7 separate regions of the Mus musculus genome follow, and all the other regions are linked to region 1. The links are chromatin contacts, called in public HiChIP or PLAC-seq and promoter capture Hi-C maps. All regions are on one chromosome and are shown on one strand. The core of a region is the stretch at or near the end of the contact, and the rest is flanking DNA. Distances in the headings are between cores, read along the strand shown. Region 1 holds the start of Pdpk1 (3-phosphoinositide dependent protein kinase 1). Region 2 holds the start of E4f1 (E4F transcription factor 1). Region 3 holds the start of Rnps1 (RNA binding protein with serine rich domain 1). Region 4 holds the start of Prss32 (protease, serine 32). Region 5 holds the start of Elob (elongin B). Region 6 holds the start of Mlst8 (MTOR associated protein, LST8 homolog (S. cerevisiae)). Region 7 holds the start of Flywch1 (FLYWCH-type zinc finger 1).

Region 1 (2,700 bases), core at 59-2,558:
TTAATTACCATCCATCTCACAGTAGAGGGTTATAACTTCAAGTCCATGGATGAGATGCAGAAGGCTCTTGAGCCTCTGGTAGCAACAAAATTCCGTGCAACTGTGTATGCTTCTCAAAAGGAGCCCATACTTTGATTCTTAAAGGGGCTCATGACCCTCCAAAAACCACTACCACAGACACATCCTAGACCATACTGAACCAAGTGAGTTTCTTCAGTCCCCTCGAATAAAGAGACCAACAACCCTCTTCCCATCCCGCCCCACTCCCTGAAAGCTGGAGTGAGGATCGAACCCAAGAGCCCTGAACATGTGAAGCAAGCAGATTACCACTGAACCACAGCCCTAGCCCAAGGAGGTTTGCCTTTTGAACCAAATCTTGCTCGGCGTCTGACATCTTCTCATCAGCCACTTCATATCTCATACAAGGCAGACACGCTGATCTAAGAACTCTAAAACTTACCAGAAAATACAACTATGGATACTTATTTAACAACACAGAGAAAACAAACATTTCACCCAACAAGTGGTTGGTTTTGTCGTCCTCGTCCTTCCGCCCGCCCCCCCCAACCCCTCCTCCCTGTCAAACTTAGGCTGCCCTCGCTGGGGCCTCTAAGCCCGGCCTCCCAGGGCTTCCCACCTCACTGAGCGTAGAACTGCAGGCAAGAGGAGGACCGAAATGCCCCGCTGACCAAGAATCTGGAAAGGAGCCTCCAGCATCAGGTGCTACAAGCAGGAACTCACATCTCCTGCTTCCCAGGAACCTCCTCCAGGTAAAGGATGGAGAATGCTCCTCCTCGGGCAGGACCTCAAGGTAAGCCCAGAGGCTCGGCTCCAGGCTGCACAGAGCCGAAAACAAACTTTCCAGGCACTTCCACCCCGCCCGACCGGGTGACACCTCCCGGCCTCCCCCGCCCTCCGTGCCCTGTCAGCGCCCCCGGCTGCCGCCGACAGCCCGAGCCGGGGCCCGCATTCCCTGCCGCAGCCGAGAGGAACCCTCGGCCGGTGCCAACAGTCTTGCCCGCCACCCAGCCGCAGGTGAGGCGCCGCCCGGCCCGCGACACCGGGCCGCCCCGCCTCGCCCAGCAGAACCCAGGCGACCGCCACGCTCCCGGGTAACGGACCGGTGCGCCCTACAGCAGCCGCGCGCTCACCAGCTGGCTGGTGGTCCTGGCCATGAGCCCCAAGTCGGCGCGGGCGCCTCCCCCGCAGCGTTGCGCTGCTCGGCGCCTCCTCAGCGTCCTCCTCCCCGCGGCGGAGCCCCAGCAATGGCCGCCCTCATCCTGCGCCCGCCCCGCCGCCTGCCGCCCCCAGCGCCACCCCGCCCCCGCGCGACGCTAAGCAGGACTTCCGCGACGTAGCCGCCGCTCCTCTCGCCCATTGGTCAGTATAGCTGTCATTGGCGGCGGGCCGTGAGGGCCCCGCCCCCGACCAAGAGCCGTATTTCCGGGTTGGGGCCCGGCGCGCTTGTCGAGGGAGGCTGAGCGAGCCAATCAGAAGTGACGGGGAGGGGCCGGGGCCGGAGCGCCGAGCTGTCATCCGCGTTCCCTGTCAGGTAAACTGAGGCTCCGTAGCCAGCGGGCCAAGGTCACGCCTGGGGCAGCAGCAAGGCTGAGCTCGAACCTACTGCCAGGACAACTTGAATCTGATTCACAGGTCACGAGTAATCTGGGAGAGAAATTGGGCTATGATTTGAAGCAGAAAACAAGCCGTCCTGTCACTCCTGATGAACCTGTTTTTGCCAATATTTTGATGGACGTCTTTGTGAGCTTGCTTTTTTTTTTTTTTTCCTTTCCCAGCAGGATCTCACTATCGAGAACAGACTGGCCTCCTACTTGCGGCAATCCTGTCTCAGCCTCCCAGCTGCTGAAATGACAGGTATGCCACATCCTCCTTTAGTTGTCATTATGACAACCGCTGTAGATGTTTTTTTAAATTATGGTGAAACGCATACAATTTTTGTAAACTTTTTGCGCTGTGTGTACAGTGTATGTGTGTGTCCACTTTGTGGGTTTGTCAGATGTCTTCCTATACCAGTCGCTACCTGGAACTTGCTGATCCCTCTTGGCTGGCTGGCTGGCCAGTGAGATGCAGTGGTCCCCCTGTCTCTGTTTTCCCAGGGGTGAAGGTACAGACACACCCCCACCATCTCCAGCTTTCTTTTACAGGAGTGCTGAGGACTTGCCTGCATAGCAGGCATCATACTGAGCCATCTCTACAGACCTTCCCCATTTTTTTTTCAGTGTTGGGAATTAACTCAAGACCTCACACATGCTAGATCATCTCAAAATTAAATGTTTCTAAATTACACCCATAGCCCTTGCGCCCTTTGTTTTTTGTGGTGTTTTTGAGACAGTGTCTCAGTATGTAACCCTGGCTAGCCTGGACATCACTATGTAGACTGGGCTTGTCTTGAATTCATGATCTTTCTGCCTTAGATTTCCTAGTGCTTGGGTATAGGTATTCACCACCCTTTCCAGATATTTGTCATTTGTGTAAAATAATTTAAAGTGCTGAAAATTACTGTGAGTATTCAGCCTTAAATGGGGCATCTAGAACCAGGTCATAGTGGCTTATTCCTTTGATCTCAGCACTCAGGAGGCAGAGGCAGGGCTACACAGAGAAACTCTGTCTTGCAAAACAAACAAACACAAGATAAATAAAAGGGAGCATCTATATGAGTCCCCCTCCAAATAAGGCTTA
Region 2 (2,781 bases), core at 181-2,680, 310 kb after region 1:
TATCCCAGCAATGGGGAGACTGAGTCAGGACCATCTCTGTGAGTTCAAGGCCAGCCAAATCTACATAGTGAGACCCTGTCTTTAAAAAACAAAAACAAAAACCAGGAACTCAGCTGGATAGTGGTGGCTCATGCCTTTAATCCCAGCACTTGGGAAGCAGAGGCAAGCAGATTTTTGAGTTCGAGGCCAACCTGGTCTACAGAGTGAGTTCCAGGACAGCCAGAACTATACAAACACTGTCTCAAACAAACAAACAAACAAACAAACAAACAAAAAACCTAGAAACTCCAAAGAGTTCCCTGAGACGGTAACTGACTCTCTCCAAGCTGAAATAAGGGAAAAAAAAATTACAGTGGGACTGAGTTCTTTCATGACAAAGAGCAGCAATATACCAGTAATACTTGTCAAACCACTTCCTGTCTGATCAAATCTACAGCTCCGTGGAACTAATGCACAGGAGATACCCAAACCACCTCTAAAAAATATCAGCACCTAGAGACGTAATCCTTGGTGCCAACACAGCCCTCGGCATACAGACACGATTTTAACTCTTTGCCATACTCCTAGGAAAAATTAAAGGGTTTAAGAGAGGAGTTACAGCCCCGGCTCCAATCTGATCCTTGACAGGAACCAGATGGACGACCTTGAACCTCAATTATCTCCATCTCTGAAGTGAATAGTAGTAATGATAGTTCGCCTTTCGAGCTTGGTTTAAGTAATGGTACAAGTCGGATTGAGCGGGGGGTGTTCCGCACATTCTTGGAAGCGTTGCTCCACCCCGTAGGGAAGGCCCAGGTCCTCAGTGGGGCGGTGCCGCCTCCCCAGGTCAGGTCCCTAATCCCTGTCTGACAGAGCGGCCCCGCCTCCAGTCTCCAGCTCCGCCCGAACTAAGGCCCGAGTGGCAGAGGAGAAGCAGAAGCTAGGGCTGATGGGCGCTGAAGAGGAGCGAGCGATGTTTGTTTGGCCAGATCGACCCCAAGGGGCTGGAGAAATGGGCTCCCTGTGAGCCTCTGCATCTGGCCCAACGGGTTAGAGGCAGTCCGAAGGGAAACCTGTGAGAGTTGTGAAGGTTTACAGACACTCGAGTAGCCAGGATCCGGGCGAGACCGTACACCGCAGCCCGGACAGAGCCGCCCGCACCCCGGCCGCACCAGGCTTCGGTAGGCTCGTTACCTTCCTCGCTGAAGGGCGCTGGGAGCCCAAGGAAGCCGCCGGAGGACAAGGCCGCCGCCGCCGCAACCCCGCCCTCGCCCGCTTCACGCCCGGCTTCGGCCCGGGCTTCTGCCGTATGAGCGGCCGTCACCCGCACTGCCATCGCGCCCTCCATGTCGCAACGCGCCACAGGAAGATGGCGGATTTACGACCATGTCGTCATAACAACGGGCCGCACCGAGGGCTGCGTGTCCGACAGGCAGGGGGCGGGACAAAAACGAATTTGACGGACAGGCAAAAAGGCGGGGCTATGGGTTGCGGTCTAGCGCGTCAGTAGAGGTGGAGCTTGGCTCTTTGAGAGCCATCAGCGCCAGACATCAGGGCGGAAGTGGGCGTGGCTTGTGTTAAATTGGCAGGACTTGGTCCAAAGTGAACTATCCGTGGAGTAAGAACTCTCCCTTTCTCTCACTTTTTTAAAAAAAGATTTATTTACTTTATGTATATGAGTACATGTACAGCTGGTTGTGAGCCTTCATATGGTTGTTGGGAATTGAATTTTTAGGACCTCTGCTTGCTCCGGTTGCTCTGGTTGCCCCACTTGCTCAGGTCAACTCCACTTGCTCAGTCCCTGCTCGCTCAGGCCTAAAGATTTATTCATTAAGTACACTGTAGCTATCTTCAGACGCATCAGAAGAGGGCGTCAGATCTCTTTACAGGTGGTTGTGAGCCACCATGTGGTTGCTGGAATTTGAACTCAGGACCTTCAAAAGAGCAGTCAGTGTTCTTAACCGCTGAGCCATCTCTCCAACCCCTTCTCTCACTTTTTTGTTTTGTTTTTTTAATGTAGTATGGTTTGTCTGCATACATGTCTGTGCACCACGTGCATGCCTAGCGCCCGTGGGGCCCAGAAGAGGGTGTCTGACCTGGAACTGGAATTACAGATGAAGTTACATGTAGGTGTTGGGAAATGAACCTAGATACACAGCCAATGTGTTCTTAGCCGCCCAGAGAATCTGAACTCTTTAGGGTTGCTACCCAATATAGAATCCTGGACTCAGACCTGGGTTGCAATGTCAGAATTTCCTGGGCATGAGAAAGAACTCCATTTGGAGATAGTTCGAGTGCTCCTTTCCAAAGACTTTTTTTGTAAAGATTTATTTTATGTATAGGAGTACACTGTAGCTGTACAGATGGTTGTGAGCCTTCATGTGGTTGTTGGATATTGAATTTAGGACCTCTGCTTGCTCTAGTCAACCTCGCTCATTCAGTCTGTACTCACTCTGGCCCAAAGATTATTTATTATAAGTACACTGTAGCTGTCTTCAGACACAACAAAAGAGGGCGTCAGATCTCATTACAGGTGGTTGTGAGCCACCATGTGGTTGCTGGGATTTGAACTCAGGACCTTCAGAACAGTCAGTGCTCTTACCCACTGAGCCAGCGAGCCAGCCCCAAGACTTTTATTCGGTATATGAAAAGTATTGAAAAGTATACATAAAAGTGACCATTTGTGACATTTAGTACACCGACTGAGTTGAGCGCTTATCACCAAAATTGGTTAACTGATTGGTTCATTGGTCGATTTGAGACAGGGTCTGGCTTTGTAGCTCCCTGTGGCCAGTAACTCGG
Region 3 (2,700 bases), core at 78-2,577, 270 kb after region 1:
ATCCACTTACCACTCATGTCTGACCACAGCAGACACAACAGCAATGCAAGAAAATCAGCTTATCCCTAATATCCTATACATTAAATAATCTTAAATCCAACAAGGGTACCAGACCAAACTGTCTAGATCTGCTAACCCCACCCCAAAAAATGAATACCTCAGGAAAGCAGACTTCAGAAGCAGGCTCCTCTTCCTGACTGTCCCACAGGACACACCCAGCTCCTTGGACCGAGATAATCTCTTCTCTCCATCTCTCCGGGATCACCAAAGTGCACATTGGCCACTTTCCTATCTTTCACAGCAATATGTAATCCAAATCTAAGTCACCTTTGTACCTTCCTCCTGAAGCTCACCTTAGCTCTGTTCCTCTTTCTTCGTTCCTGCCTCAAATCTACTTAGATAACCGCGGGGATTGTGTGCATATCCCTTTCTTCCGCAAATAACGGAGCAAGAATGTGCTAGGCAAACCGGGCGGTGGCGCTCGTCTTTAATCCCAGCAGTTGGGAGGCAGAGGCAGGCAGATTTCTGAGTTCTAGGCCAGCCTAGCCTGGTCTACAGAGTGAGTTCCAGGACAGCCAGGGCTACAAAACAAACAAACAAACAAACAAAAGAATGTGTTGGCAAAGTCGGGAGGCGGGGCACTACGGCGGGTGCTACTCTTTAGCCTCGTGCAGAGACCAGATCCTCTATGTCCTTGCTAAGAAGTTACTGACGTAACCCCGGTATAGACTAGCGTGCCTCTTCTTCTCCCAGCGATCCTGAACGCCTTTGCTGTTCCTTCTGCCCCACGCATTCTTGTCAGAAATGTCTCCTGGGAGAAACCTCCTTCAACATTTCCTCAAACTTTTTTCCTTTCTGGCCTCATCGGCCGCCCGCTACACCCAGTCAGCTGTATCCCACCAGCACAGAGACCATATCTATGCAATCACCACTAACTACCAGAGACTTGACCATAGGAACTCACCGTCCGTACCAGCCTGTCCCTTTACTACAATAACGCGGCCTCAGCAGGGTGCCTTAGATCCTAATGACAGCAGAGGCAACCCGAGTAGCTCCATCCACACAGATCCGGTAGGCGCCAAAGAGCACAAACCTCTGGTGCCGGTCAGCCAATCATCGCGCGCTTCAGAATGAGCAAAACAAGTCCAGGAAACTTTAGACCAGTCGGGGAGGGGGGGCGGGGGGGGGGACCGTAGGCGCTACGACGCTCCGCCCACACACAGTTGCTGTCCTTTAGTCCTCCACCGCTAACTTGCATTGGCTGAGTGTGCTTACGTCATCGTCGCGCGACGACGGCTGCGCCTTCCCGCTTCTCACCTCTGACGACAAAGTTGCGCCGGCGTCCTGGTCTGAGAAGAGCGGGAGGAGGTGGCGGCCTTGGGAAGATGTAAGTCGGGGTAGGAATCCGGCTGCATCCGACCTCCGGGGACCTTCTGCCAGGCTTGGCGGGGCGCATCGTGGAGCCGGTTGCGTTCCTCAGTGCGGCAGAGGCCCGCCGGCGAGGAACAGAGCCCGAGGAGAGAGTGTGGTTCAGGTCGGGCGGAGTGGGAGGTGTCGAGGCCGCGGCCCGGAAGTGGTCGAGGCGGTCACCGACGGAAGGGTGATCCCGCACGGTTCGCTCGGCGGCGACCCGCTTTAGCCTGCAGGACTCCAGCAGCTGCGAGCCCTGCCGCTTCTCTTGTTTTCTTGTCAGGCTGGAGACCTAGGCTCGCCACACCGGGCCCGACCTGAGTAGTGAGTGGAGAAAGAGGGTGGGAGGCGAGGTCGATGTCTGTGGCCGGAGCGGACGGTGCAGATTGCGAGCCGGCCTAAAAGGTTGGTTTCCTTTAAAGATCTCTTTCCACGAGTGTCTGTCGGAATCCAGTGTGCAGTTCTCAGTTCTGGGCATTGAGGATCCGTCCTAGGATGGACCGAGCACGGTTACGGAGCTCAGCGGGAGAGGATATGGGAAGGTTATGGTTGATGGTAGAGACGTGGTGGAGGCTTGCTTTCTCTACCTTGTGTTACTTCGTAGGCACTGTGTCTCCGATGTGCTTTTATATGTAGAGAGTGCTTTCAGATTGCCAAGACGCCCTCTGCTCGAGATTTAACCATTTGTTTTCTCCTCTCTCTGACTGTTGGACGCACACCTTTCCGGAGGATGGGAGAGGTGACCAAGGTCCTGAGCTGTTACCTGAGCTTGAGTGAACAGAGACCCTCACCTTTGCTTTCTAGCACTCGACCACACCCAGCAAAGAGTTCGCTTACGCCGCAGTTCATAATTTGTAGACTGCTTAACAATGGGTTCTGCCTGTTTCATAAAGTACATTCCAGCAGGTCGGGGTGCGGGTGCACAAGGGTGATCTCTACCCTTTGTCACTGGTATGAAGCACTTGAATAGTAACCCAAACCCCAAAAGTACATACCAGATTTAAATGACTTAGTATAGAAAACCCACAAGAAATTTAGTAATTTTATGTTGATTATATGTTACAAAGGTAATGTTCATTTTGTTAAAAACTAGTTTTGGGACCCACACACTGCCTTTAATCCCAGCACTCAGATGGCAAGTCAGAGTTTGAGGCTAGCTTGATCAACCTAGGCTAGCCAGGGCTGCCTAGTGAGACCATGTTTCAATAGGGGGGAAAAAGCCTTTAATTTTGGACTGTCAGTACTTGTGAATGGTAGAGGTCTTGTTGAGTATACTGGGCTCAGTGTTAC
Region 4 (2,700 bases), core at 99-2,598, 290 kb before region 1:
CTTGGAGGTGGGAGTGGGTGGGTGGGTGGAGGAACACTCTCATAGAAGCAGGGGAAGGGAGAATGGGATAGGGAGTTTTGGGTAGGGGGAACCGGGAAAGGGGATAACATTTGAAATATAAATAAAGAAAATATCCTGCTGGGCGTGGTGGCGCACACCTTTAATCTCAGCACTCGAGGCCAGCCTGGTCTACAAAGCGAGTTCCAGGACAGCCAGGGCTACACAGAGAAACCCTGTCTCGAAAAATCTAAATAAATAAATAAATAAATAAATGAATAAATAAATAAATAAATAAATAAATAAATAGAAAAAATAAAGAAAATATACAATTAAAAAAAAAAGCAACTTCAGCACCCACCCCATGGGATGTGGCACACCTCTTCTAACAAGGCCACACCTCCTAGTTCTTCTCAAATAGTTCTACCAACTGGAGACCAAGCATTCAAATATATGAGCCTAAGGGAGGTGAGGGGGGCATTCTCATTCAAACCACCATAAACTCAAACTCAGTATTGTAGCCTAGCTCTGAACTTTCGACTCAATTGTCTCTACCTCCTGAGCCCTGGAACTGCAGGTGTGTGCTACACCAGCTCATCTGGTTTATGCAGGTACTGGGGATCAAGCGCGGAGCTTTGTGCATGCAGGCAGGTACTCTAGCAACTGACCTATAGCCTAAGCCCTTGTTTTCTTTATTTTAAATTATAAATATATTGGTGAACACATTGCACACAGGATGGAGATGGATGTGGAGACTTTAATATTGGATAAGATGGGGTCTGGGACTGAAGCATAAAGCGACACTGCAGCTGGCGAAGTAATTACTGTGTACAGTTTCCATTTCAGTGGGGGCATCTGGGTGTTTGAAGGCCAGTGAGCCTTTCTGGGAACAATCCTTTTTGAAAGGAGTTGCCTAGAGACTGAGTGAAGGGCAGCCAACAGAAGAGAAGTTTCTAGAGAAGACAAATACCACAGGAGTCTGAAAGGATGTCCACATGCCTCATCCTCCAGCCCAATGCTGGCATGCCCTTCTGCCTAGAGCTAGGCCCATGGCTGCCCTCTGGTGGACAGCGATGGACACGAAGGCTCCCGAGGGTGCCAGGCATACTATACAATGATTCTGCATCAATGAAAGTTGAGGGCCGTGGATGCTGCGGTTCCTGGATCAGGAAGGGGAGGACCAGAGGACCCCAGAGCATGAAGCATGTAGGGAAGTCAGGGTCTCTGTGCCCAGGGACAGTGGACATGTGAGGCCTCTCCCAAGGCTGCAGGGCAGGTGTGGAGGCTGAGCCCCACCCCAGGGCAAGTCCTGAAACCACACCAGAGCTGCAGTCCCTCTTCCTCTTCCTGGAGTATTTGGCCCCAGCAGGTGTACCATGGAGCTGGCTCTGCCTGCCATCCTATTTACCTTCTTTCCTGGAGTTCTTCTGGGGAGTGAGGTCCTCCCAACCGACTCTGACAGCCCGTCTACCACGACAGGCAGGAGGAGCATTGACTTGGACTCAGGTGAGGTGGTGTATGGGGAACGGGAGCTTCGGGAAGATACGTAGAATGCAGGTTTTGTTGTTTGGGTGGCTTTTTTGTTTGTTTTGTTTTTAGTTTTATTCTGTTTCTTTTAGTTTTGATTCCTGGTCTCATTGTAGCTCAGGCTGGCCTCCATTTTACTGCATAGTTGAAGCTGACCTTGAACTCCTGATCCTCCTGATTCAGTCTTCAGGTGCTGGGATTACAGGAAGGAGGCAGCAGAATTATAGGTTTGGAGGCAGACCCAGAGAGCTGTTTGATCCTGGCTCCTTCTGGCCTTATACTAGGCAGGTGCTATTAGGCACCAGGTACCTGAGACATCCTCTGGCCCACACTGGTCAAGCTCCCAGGGGCTGTGACAAACGAGCCAGGTTTGAGGGTATAGAGAAGGGCAGAATAGCCATGTATCACCCAATCCTACTGATTCCTTGCAGTGTGTGGACGTCCCAGGACATCAGGCCGCATCGTGTCAGGACAAGATGCCCAGCTGGGCCGGTGGCCTTGGCAGGTCAGCGTGCGGGAGAATGGGGCGCACGTGTGTGGGGGATCTCTGATTGCTGAGGACTGGGTGTTGACTGCTGCCCATTGCTTCAACCAGTGAGTGTCTCCCTATGGGTCACGTGGGCTGGGGCCTGTTGGATTTCCCTACATTCCTTTCAGATGACTTCATTTCTCCATTTGAACCATAGCTCCTGCCTACTATGGCAGGAGATGAGGCAGGGTCATGCCATTTTATATCTCAGTTACCTGTCTTGTTATTCCTCAAAATCAACTCTTGTATAGAAGGGATGGCTCAGAGGGTAAGAGGGTTTGCTGCACAAGCAAGGTGACTTGAGTTTGAATCCCCTGCCCAAGTTAGTGCAAACAGCCAAGTGTGGCTTATGCCTGGGGTGTATGTGGGAGCACGAGGCTCTCTGGGGACTGCTGACTTCCAGTACAGTTCTAGGTTATGTGGAAAACCCCGTCTCAAGGCTAAGAGTAATAGAGCAGGGTATCTGATGTTACCCTATGCTTTCTGTACACGCCTAGGAACCTGTGTACCCACTGACATACTGACATGCAGACACACACGGTGGGGGGGGGACAGTTACTAAATCAGCCCTTGAGAACCCAAGGTCTTTGTGTATGTATGTGAGCATATGTGAAGTATGTGGCCATGAGTGTTTGAATGTGGGCACA
Region 5 (2,700 bases), core at 180-2,679, 310 kb before region 1:
AGGACTATATCCAAGAATTTCCAGCTCTGACTGCACTGATGGCTTACAGCAGCTAAAAGCTCTGGCAGAGACTTCCAAGGGCATTTTCTAGCACCCATATAGATTGGTTCACAATTCCACTTCCATGAGATCTGATCCCTTTGGCCTCCAGAGCACCTGAGCACCTGGACTGTATGAGAGCAGGTATCACACACACAAAAATAAAACTCACAGGCCTCTGAATTCTGGCTTTTCCAAGCTCTCTAGATATATCTAATTCAAAAGGTAGTTGGAATTTTTTTTTTTTTTGAGAAAATATCTCAAACAGTATTTTGTTCTTGAAATTCTGATCCTCCTACATCTAGCTCCCAAACAGGATTATTGCCCAGTTTTTTCCGCCTGGTGATCTAACCTAGGCTTTCATACAGGTTATGTTAACACTAAACACAGCTGCACCCCTGAGTCCTATCAAGTTTTTCTCTCCACTCCCCACCTTTCTTTTAAAAATCAACCTTAACCTTAAAACGGGAATTATGAGGAGCATAGAAAGCAGCACTAAAAACACTATGTGGTTCCTAGACCAGCAGAGGGTCTTTCAAGAAAAAGATCAGTGGGTATCAGTGAGAAAAGCCCTTTAGAGACATGAATCCAGGCTCTAATCTGGAGTTACAGCTGGAATTAGCTCAATGTATTTAGATTACTGGCACGCTTCTGGGAAGCCTGACTCGGGATTGGGGCATGAGGACCCAACTCCGCAGGCTAGCTTATTCAAAACTGGAGCTGGCTTCTGGAGGTGAGCTTGAATGCCAAGTGTTTCTAGAACATCAGAAGACTGGCGAGGGTAAACACTGGCTGGGTGAATCACTGGTGGGATCTTGACCTATCTTCTAAACAACACTTGCATTCCTCGAGTTCCACCCCACCCTGTGACAGTGGGATTCCGGTGGGCTCCCGACAGGCCGAAGGTGGCTAGCCAGGAACAAACCCTGGCTCTGCCACGACCTTCGGCTGCGTAAGATTATCGAGGCCTCGGTTTCCCCAACCGCTGAGCAAGACGGCCTGGCAGGGCGGGGCGGCTGCCGGGAGACCTGATGCTGCCGGCTCTTCAGCACGATCAAGAGACCTCCTTGTTAAGTGTCCTGTCTGGACCCCCGCGCGCGCAACCGCCACGCCCGCTCGTCGCACCTTGTAAAGCCGCTGCTCCTCTGGCGGCCGCTTGAGGATGCCCTCGACGATGCGCTTCAGTTCGAACACGGTGCTCGACTCCTTGGCGTCCGTAAAGATGGTGGTCTTGTGGCGCCGGATCATGAGAAACACGTCCTGAGGACGGCGGGCCCGCGTCAGCGCTAGCCCGCGGCCCCCGGCGTGGCCCCGGAGCCCCCGCCGCCCCCGGCCCCGCGCCCCTCCCCCCCGCGCCCGCTCACCATCCCGGCGGCTGCTTCTGGCTCGACGCGCCGGCGCGGCCGCGCTCCGCCCCTTCCCGGCAGCCCAAGCGCGACCCAGCGTGCTCTGCGCGGCCCCGCCCGCCCCGCCCCCTATCCTGCAGCCCCTCCCACGCCGTTGCGGCCATCTTAAGCGATCCGGAAGCCACTTCCTGTGCTTGGCCGCCATCTCGGTGTCTGGGTTATAGGTGGTTATATATTGAGCCCGTCTCGGATCCGTGGTGCAAGCTGGGCTTGCTTTGGGGCGTAGAGAGTGAGTCACGGAGAGCTACTCATGCATATCTGCCATGAACAATTTTATATGAGTGTTTTATCTGCATTTATGCCTATGCAACTGTTACATGCAATGCTTGGGAAGGCCAGAAGAGGGCCGTCGGGTCCTCTGGTCGTGTGGGGTGCAGGAAATCGAACCTAGCTAACTCCTCGAAGAACAGCCAGTCCTCATAATCATCGAGCCATCTCTCCAGCCCACGTTTATTTATGGGTCAAGCTCTTGCAGGGAATGTGAGGGGTAACTTTACAGCCATTTTGAGACGATGTACAATTTTGGATCTAAGATCACCACTGTGTATTCTCCTCATCCAGCTCTAGGCTTGGGTCTAAGGGTTTGTTAAATCCAATTCAGCCATGCTTTGTGGCCTCTTAGGAGCTAGAGAAACTATTGCTCTTCGAGACTTCTGCTGTAGTTATTAGGGTCCACTCTAGCTAGACTTGGCCACCTGGTCCCAGTACACCAACTAAAAAGTGTTAATAGTGAAAAGCATTGATAGGTTTACTTAATGTGGCCATAAGAAGAGGTCCAGTGACTTTCCCAAGTCGACTGTGGAGTTTGTTTAAACTGAAATGGAACAAATGAGTAGTGTTAGGCAAGGTATGGCCCATCATTTGACTGTCCTACAAGATGGCCTGATGAGCTGTGACATCTGTTTCAGGTCAAACCCTTCCTTATTCCAACATGAGATTCCTGGGGAAATCCTGATTACTTGGAGACCATTGTTTTTAACAGCCTTGAGAAGGCTAGGCTGACTTCACGACAGACTTCAAATTGGCAGTTAAGGACACTAGGCCTAAAAACTGGGCAAGTCCAGGGAAGTCAATTGATGATTTAAAAAAACAAAACAAAACAAAACCCTAGGCTCCAGCCTTCATGTCCAGGTAATGGACTGTCCCAACTACCTCGTCTGATGCAAGGACAGTGGGTCAGCAGCAGTTTCCAGACATCCTCAGCTACTTAGTAACAGTTCCCAGACCTCCCCAGCAAGTTTCTAGTCCCCACACC
Region 6 (2,700 bases), core at 3-2,502, 340 kb after region 1:
GGGCAGCCGTCCTCTTCAGCCCAACACACAACACCACCTGAGGTCCCAGATGCGAGCTGTGCAGTCCTCGCCACCTGTATACATCCAGCGACCATCCTCGTGAAAGCCCACTGATGCAATGTTCTTACTGACTCCGTCATAACTGATGATGGGGTTGGGGTTATTGGAGTTGAGATCATACATGCGGATATGTTGGTAACCTAGGGACACAGGGGGAATTGAAGCATGGGTGTGCCAGGTAGAACTACGGCCAGTAAAGGGTCAGAGGTCGAGAATCTCAGGTACCTGCAGCAGCAATCATGCTTCGGTCCGGAGTAATCTCCAATGCATTTACCTGCTGAGCATGTTAAGGATAACAGGAAGAGAACCCAGAGAGGGAAACCTTGGGGCTACAAGGCCATCAAGACCTCCACCACCTGGCCTGAGTTTCCCCAAACACATATCATTCATACTTAATTCTGGCCAGCACCATCCTGCTGCCAAGAGGAGGATACAGAGTCCTGATGCTGCACTGTTCGAGTGCAGATTCCACTGTGAGCCTGCCAAAAGCGCACCGTGTGGTCATAGCCTGCAGTTGCTAAGATGACAGGGTCACTGCCCACTGTGCCTGGGGTGGTATTCATTGTTTGATGGCTGGAGAAAAAAAATGAGACCTGCACTGGGCCAAGAGGTGATAAGTAAGGTCCAAAGGTCAAAACGTTTGGAGAGAAAAGATGTACGCATAACAATCTGCACACTACAGTGTACCGGTATTAACTTCACTTTAAAACTAAGAAAAATAAGAGTGTTCAGGGTCACGCTGACAGTCTCAAAAAAAAAGACTCCGGCTACTTTGCTCCCGGGAGAGTGTTCCTTCAGCTTCACCCTCACGCTTGGAGACGCCACCTCGCCAGCAGCCAGCAGGAGGCAGTCACACGCAGAAGGCCATCGCCCGGGCGCCGTCTCTCGCAAGGGTAGGCAACGCATGCGCATGGCGACTAAGGAAAAGCCCGGCACTGCTGCTGCTGAGCATGCGTAGTTGACCGGCACTGGGATCGGATGGGTGGGGGCGCTATCTGGCAGGACCCCCGCGCTCCCCAGTGCTCTGCACACCGCCCTGGCTCTGTGTTACCGGCCCGATTACCCCGACCGCACTCTCCTAGCCACCCAGTGGTCGGTAGCAGCCCTCATCCCGTGTCCCCCGTACCTTAACACACGCTCTGCACTCTGCCTTAGTCCAGGACGGCGAGGCGAGGAGGAGCTAGTCGATAGAAGCCGGGCCGAGCGTAGAGCTATCGATAGTAACTCCGGGCGAGACCATGGGTCCGGGGAGTGGGGGAGTTGAAAGGGATACCAGAGTTCTGAGACGAAGAACTCCAGAAGTGATCGTGCTCAGAATGGCCATCAGCCGCGACGCCACCCTTCAACTCACTGGGAACTACAGCCATGGTACTGCTGCCTATTTTCCAGACTTGGCTCCCAGAAGGAATTACACTGTCGTCGTCCCTCCACCCCCCGCAGACATACACAATCACCTACCCTACCAACCAAGCTAGAATTTCTAGGTAATGCAAAATTTTCAGATAAAAATCATTTTTTCTTTTCTTTTTTCCTTCCTTCCTAGCTTTTCTCTCTTTCCTTCTTTCTTTCTTTCTTTCTTTCTTTCTTTCTTTCTTTCTTAATTTCTTAATTTCTTAATTTCTCTCTCTCTCTTTTTCTTTTAGTATAGGCATATCTCAAACACTGTACTAAAAGAATTACTTTCTTACAAGAAGTTTGAATGCAACTGGGCAGTCTGTTACTTCTATTTGCTTTATCTGGTAGCCATAGTCTAGACCCTTTCAGCCTGATCCTGAGGGCACATAAGCTAGCCCAGAAACTCGTTTAAAACTGCAGACTCTCATGCCTCCATTTTTTAAAATTTTTAATAATACTTTTTATTTAACCCAATATATAAAAATATTCTTTTAACACATTCAACATAAATATTTTGTGCTTTTTTATTTTAAACTGAAATATAGTGTGCATCATGTTCTTGTGAATAGTTTCAATTTAGACTAGATAGATACATTACAAGCACTCAACAGCTTTATGTGTCTACTAAATAACATTGAACAGATAGGTGTAGAACATCTGATTCAAGAACAGCAAATTAGCCGGGTGGTGGTGGCGGCGCAGCCTTTAATCCCAGCACTTGGGAGGCAGAGGCATATAGGAGAGAATAATATTTATATTCCTAGCTGGGGAAAGCCTAGCTGGAATATAAATATTATTCTCTCCTATATTACATCCCAACTGCAGTTTCCTCTTCCTCCCCTCCCCCAAGCCTCTCCTCTCCTCTCTCCTCTCTCCCAGATTCACCCCACCACCACCACCACCAAGTACTTCCCCTCAGGAAAGAGCAGGCCTCCCAGGGACATCAACCAAACACACACAAGCTACAATAAAACCAGGCACATACTATCACTTTAAAGCTGAAAGAGGCAACCCAGCAAGAGGAGAAGGATCTCAGGCAGCAGAGTCAGGGACAGCCCAGCCCTGTTAGGATTCCAGAACACCAAGCTTATATGCAGAGGACCTAGGTCAGAGCCTTAGCAGCTCTCTGACTCTGCAAGACCCCAGGAGGTCCACCGGCCCCTCTGTGTTCTTGTGGTGTTCCTGACCCCTCTAGTTCTTCTAATCCCCCCCCCCTCCTCTGCAGGACTCCAAACTCCGCCTAGT
Region 7 (2,720 bases), core at 113-2,612, 370 kb before region 1:
ATTCCAGCACTCAGGAGGCAGGGGGTGGAGGAGCTCTGTGAATTTGAGGCCCACCTGAAGCCCACAGATGAGGGCTACATAGAAAAACCCTGTCTTGAAACAAACAAACAAAAAGGAATAAGGCAGAGAGTGATAAACAGCCTTGTGTATGCATGCACAGAGACACACAAACACACACTCAGAATGATAAGGAAAACCCACATGAGATGTGGGAAGCCAACTGATAGATTTCCGCAATCCTCCTAGATGAGAATCTTGGCTAGACGGATTCCTTTACCTAACAATTCAGCTTCACATCCCTCCCCCAGCAAAGCCATCTTCATCTGCATAAGTGAGCATGTATTATCAGCTCTCCTCTACTTCATATGCTGTTTTGTTCCCACAAGTCAGACTAGTGGCACTTGGGAGAACAATGAGATAAACATACCAGAAATCTAAACCAAGCCCCAGCAATGGTAAGGACCCTGGAAAGCAAAGAAGTTAAAAACAAAACATCATAACAAAAAGATCTTTCTTGGGGATGGTTATCTGATTGTAGAGTAAGGAGTAAAGGGGGGTTTAAAACTGTCAGATAAGCTAGGTCTTGAATCAATGGGTTAGCAAGTCAGTCATTTGGAATGGAATGGAACGGAACAGAAAGGAATGAATTAGAACACAGCCTAAATAGATCTGCGTCATGTGAGATTGGTAAGCGACTCTCTTTAAACTTGCGATTCACGAAATCTATCTTCAGGCACAGAATATACACATAAAACATCTTTCTCAGTCTAGAATGCGTCACAAAGTTTGAAAGCCACAATGGGCAACCTATAGTCTGAACGAGGAGGGGTAACAACCGGCAAAAAGTGCAAGGTCATTGGGACCTGCGGCCGCCAAGGATGGGCCGCGACGGAGGACAGAGCTGGATGGACATGCAATGGGTGGACACGGTTCAAGGAAGATGGGCGAATGTGTGGTCCCGGATTTAGAGGTGTTAAGATCGGTACAGGAGTCGAGTGGGTTGATGGAGAGATCAGGTAGAAAGGAGGCGCATCGTGGATGTCCGACAAAGAAGCACCCCATGCCCGAGCTACAGAGCTGGGGCCCCTCCCCAGCACCGGGCGCGACCCCAGGATAGCCGGACCAGGCATCGCTCCGCTGGTCCGACCCTCCCGCCCGCAGGGGCCCGTCCTCACCGACGGCAGCGGGCCCTGCCTCTCCGGCGGCTGAGCCACCCGATCCTTCGTGTGAGTGTCCGCCAACGCAGGCGCCGGCCTAGCAGCCGGGGCTGCTCTAGGAACCACGACCCCGCCGCCCGCTCCCGCCGCCAACTGCCCCCTGGGGAGCGAGCCCGTGCCCGCGCGCGCGCCCCCGCGAGACGCCTGCTTGGGAAGCCTAGAAACTACTAGCGAGCATGCGCAGCAGAGGCGCGGAGCCATTCCTGAGGCGGATACCACTTCTCCGGGTCTTCTCTGCGCAGTGTCAACTTGACACCCTAGCCAATCAGCATCAGGGGCGGGTCTACTAACAAGGAAGAAGGCGGGACAACCCATGGTCCCGCTACTGCATCCGGGAGGGCGGGGCGACAGGTGAATTTGTAGCAAGGATGCAGGCTGGGAGTCATCACTAAAAGGATGACAGCGCTATTGATAGAGAGAACAGGACTTTTATAGGATTTGACTGCATTCTTACGAAGTTGTAGCTTTGGCTTAAGTGCGTCTTTAGGCCTGTGACCTTCAGAACTTTCTTTTTTACATTTTAAGTATTTTATTTCTTTATTTTTTATTTTTATTTTTATTTTAAGACAGGGTTTCTCTCCGTAGCCCTGGCTGTCTTGGAATGCTCTCTATAGACCAGGCTGGCCTCAAACTCAGAGATCAGCCTGCCTCTGCCACCCTAGCACGGTGAGTACTGGGATCAAAGGCATGCGCCACTGCCACCCAGTTTTCTTCCTTCCTTCCTTTCTTTTTTATTTTTTAAAAAACATAACTCTGACATATTTTAAGTGTATTTTTAAAATGTATTTGGATGTTCTGTCTGCATGTGTATCTGTACACCATGTGCATTTCTGGTGCCTGTGGAGGCCAAAAGAGGGCATAGGATCTCCTGGAGTTGCCCAGAGTTATGAACCACCATGTGGGTGCTGGATATCAAGGCTGGGTCCTTTGGAAGCAGCCCAATGGTCTTCATAACTGAGCCAGTTCCAAAGAACATTCTTTTTTTTTTTTAAGATTTATTTATTTATTATATGTAAGTACACTGTAGCTGTCTTCAGACACTCCAGAAGAGGGCATCAGATTTCGTTACGGATAGTTGTGAGCCACCATGTGGTTGCTGGGATTTGAACTCTGGACCTTCGGAAGAGCAGTCGGCACTCTTAACCACTGAGCCATCTCGCCAGCCCTCCAAAGAACATTCTTATGCAGCACGTTGAAACCCTTAGATACCCCCCTCTCCCAATCCAGGACTATCTGAGATTTGAAATAGTGACAATAACAGATCGCATATTTAAATAAGAATCCAGGAGCTGAATGTGTGTGGCACAAATGAAACAGAAGCAAGAGAATCAGGAATTCAAGTCTTTCATCAGCTACATAGTGAATGTAAGGCAAGCCTGAGCTACATGAGACCCTGGGTTTTAAAAACAACAATATAGGTGAATAAGTAAGTAGAAGAGAAAGATAAGGGTTTTGGTTTTGGTTTTGGTTTCAGAAATCTAAAAGTTAAAAAACTTTTAACTT

Evidence for each region. Promoter capture Hi-C pulls out the DNA fragments that hold promoters and counts their contacts. HiChIP or PLAC-seq counts read pairs in DNA pulled down with a chosen protein or histone mark. Capture Hi-C pulls out chosen DNA fragments and counts their contacts.
Region 2: a contact with region 1 is called in a promoter capture Hi-C map of adipose tissue. The contact joins the promoter of E4f1 here to the promoter of Pdpk1 in region 1. A contact is called at or near these places in 18 of 39 promoter capture datasets (the 3T3-L1 cell line, the C10 cell line, the HPC-7 cell line and 13 more), 1 of 15 datasets of contacts at CTCF or cohesin (the NIH/3T3 cell line), 4 of 484 Hi-C or Micro-C datasets (the G1E-ER4 cell line, Sertoli cells and palatal mesenchyme), 20 of 115 datasets of contacts at active chromatin or transcription factors (the 230-238 cell line, the HPC-7 cell line, the SCID.adh cell line and 15 more) and 4 of 9 other capture datasets (adipose tissue, embryonic stem cells, liver and 1 more).
Region 3: a contact with region 1 is called in an H3K27ac HiChIP or PLAC-seq map of embryonic stem cells, with 9 read pairs. The contact joins the promoter of Rnps1 here to the promoter of Pdpk1 in region 1. A contact is called at or near these places in 23 of 39 promoter capture datasets (3T3-L1-derived adipocytes, the C10 cell line, the HPC-7 cell line and 17 more), 2 of 15 datasets of contacts at CTCF or cohesin (CD8 T cells and the NIH/3T3 cell line), 7 of 484 Hi-C or Micro-C datasets (B cells, the G1E-ER4 cell line, bone marrow-derived macrophages and 4 more), 31 of 115 datasets of contacts at active chromatin or transcription factors (the 230-238 cell line, the HPC-7 cell line, the SCID.adh cell line and 22 more) and 5 of 9 other capture datasets (adipose tissue, embryonic stem cells, liver and 2 more).
Region 4: a contact with region 1 is called in a promoter capture Hi-C map of pancreatic islet. The contact joins the promoter of Prss32 here to the promoter of Pdpk1 in region 1. A contact is called at or near these places in 5 of 39 promoter capture datasets (the 3T3-L1 cell line, the HPC-7 cell line, cranial neural crest and 2 more), 1 of 15 datasets of contacts at CTCF or cohesin (the NIH/3T3 cell line) and 2 of 9 other capture datasets (adipose tissue and pancreatic islet).
Region 5: a FOXA1 HiChIP or PLAC-seq map of pancreatic cancer cells shows a contact between it and region 1. The contact joins the promoter of Elob here to the promoter of Pdpk1 in region 1. A contact is called at or near these places in 3 of 39 promoter capture datasets (cranial neural crest, embryonic stem cells and hippocampal neurons), 1 of 484 Hi-C or Micro-C datasets (regulatory T cells), 4 of 115 datasets of contacts at active chromatin or transcription factors (bone marrow-derived macrophages, effector CD8 T cells, embryonic stem cells and 1 more) and 4 of 9 other capture datasets (adipose tissue, embryonic stem cells, liver and 1 more).
Region 6: a contact with region 1 is called in a promoter capture Hi-C map of macrophages, with 5 read pairs. The contact joins the promoter of Mlst8 here to the promoter of Pdpk1 in region 1. A contact is called at or near these places in 11 of 39 promoter capture datasets (the SN4741 cell line, cranial neural crest, frontonasal cranial neural crest and 7 more), 5 of 115 datasets of contacts at active chromatin or transcription factors (the 230-238 cell line, embryonic limb bud, embryonic stem cells and 2 more) and 2 of 9 other capture datasets (adipose tissue and liver).
Region 7: a contact with region 1 is called in an H3K4me3 HiChIP or PLAC-seq map of bone marrow-derived macrophages, with 6 times the contacts expected there. The contact joins the promoter of Flywch1 here to the promoter of Pdpk1 in region 1. A contact is called at or near these places in 1 of 39 promoter capture datasets (cranial neural crest) and 1 of 115 datasets of contacts at active chromatin or transcription factors (bone marrow-derived macrophages).

The regions. Positions count from the first base shown.
Region 1 is chr17:24,140,286-24,142,985 of GRCm38.p6, forward strand. It overlaps Pdpk1 (3-phosphoinositide dependent protein kinase 1), which reads right to left and starts at 1,309. Exons shown (of 14, transcript NM_011062.4): 1 at 1,152-1,309. The coding sequence starts at 1,175. It overlaps Gm33409 (a long non-coding RNA gene), which reads left to right and starts at 1,278. Exons shown (of 2, transcript XR_876671.3): 1 at 1,278-1,875; 2 at 2,166-2,313.
Region 2 is chr17:24,453,962-24,456,742 of GRCm38.p6, forward strand. It overlaps E4f1 (E4F transcription factor 1), which reads right to left and starts at 1,431. Exons shown (of 14, transcript NM_001301784.1): 1 at 1,174-1,431. The coding sequence starts at 1,327.
Region 3 is chr17:24,413,348-24,416,047 of GRCm38.p6, forward strand. Rnps1 (RNA binding protein with serine rich domain 1) reads left to right here and starts at 1,328. Exons shown (of 9, transcript NM_009070.2): 1 at 1,328-1,387; 2 at 1,694-1,815. D330041H03Rik (RIKEN cDNA D330041H03 gene) reads right to left here and starts at 1,166. Exons shown (of 6, transcript NR_033554.1): 1 at 965-1,166; 2 at 354-581.
Region 4 is chr17:23,852,424-23,855,123 of GRCm38.p6, forward strand. It overlaps Prss32 (protease, serine 32), which reads left to right and starts at 1,349. Exons shown (of 5, transcript NM_027220.2): 1 at 1,349-1,503; 2 at 1,956-2,118. The coding sequence starts at 1,374.
Region 5 is chr17:23,827,680-23,830,379 of GRCm38.p6, forward strand. Elob (elongin B) reads right to left here and starts at 1,430. Exons shown (of 4, transcript NM_026305.2): 1 at 1,404-1,430; 2 at 1,165-1,299. The coding sequence starts at 1,406.
Region 6 is chr17:24,477,826-24,480,525 of GRCm38.p6, forward strand. It overlaps Mlst8 (MTOR associated protein, LST8 homolog (S. cerevisiae)), which reads right to left and starts at 1,253. Exons shown (of 9, transcript NM_001252464.1): 1 at 1,187-1,253; 2 at 495-633; 3 at 286-337; 4 at 38-200. The coding sequence starts at 623.
Region 7 is chr17:23,770,240-23,772,959 of GRCm38.p6, forward strand. Flywch1 (FLYWCH-type zinc finger 1) reads right to left here and starts at 1,363. Exons shown (of 8, transcript NM_001357994.1): 1 at 1,176-1,363.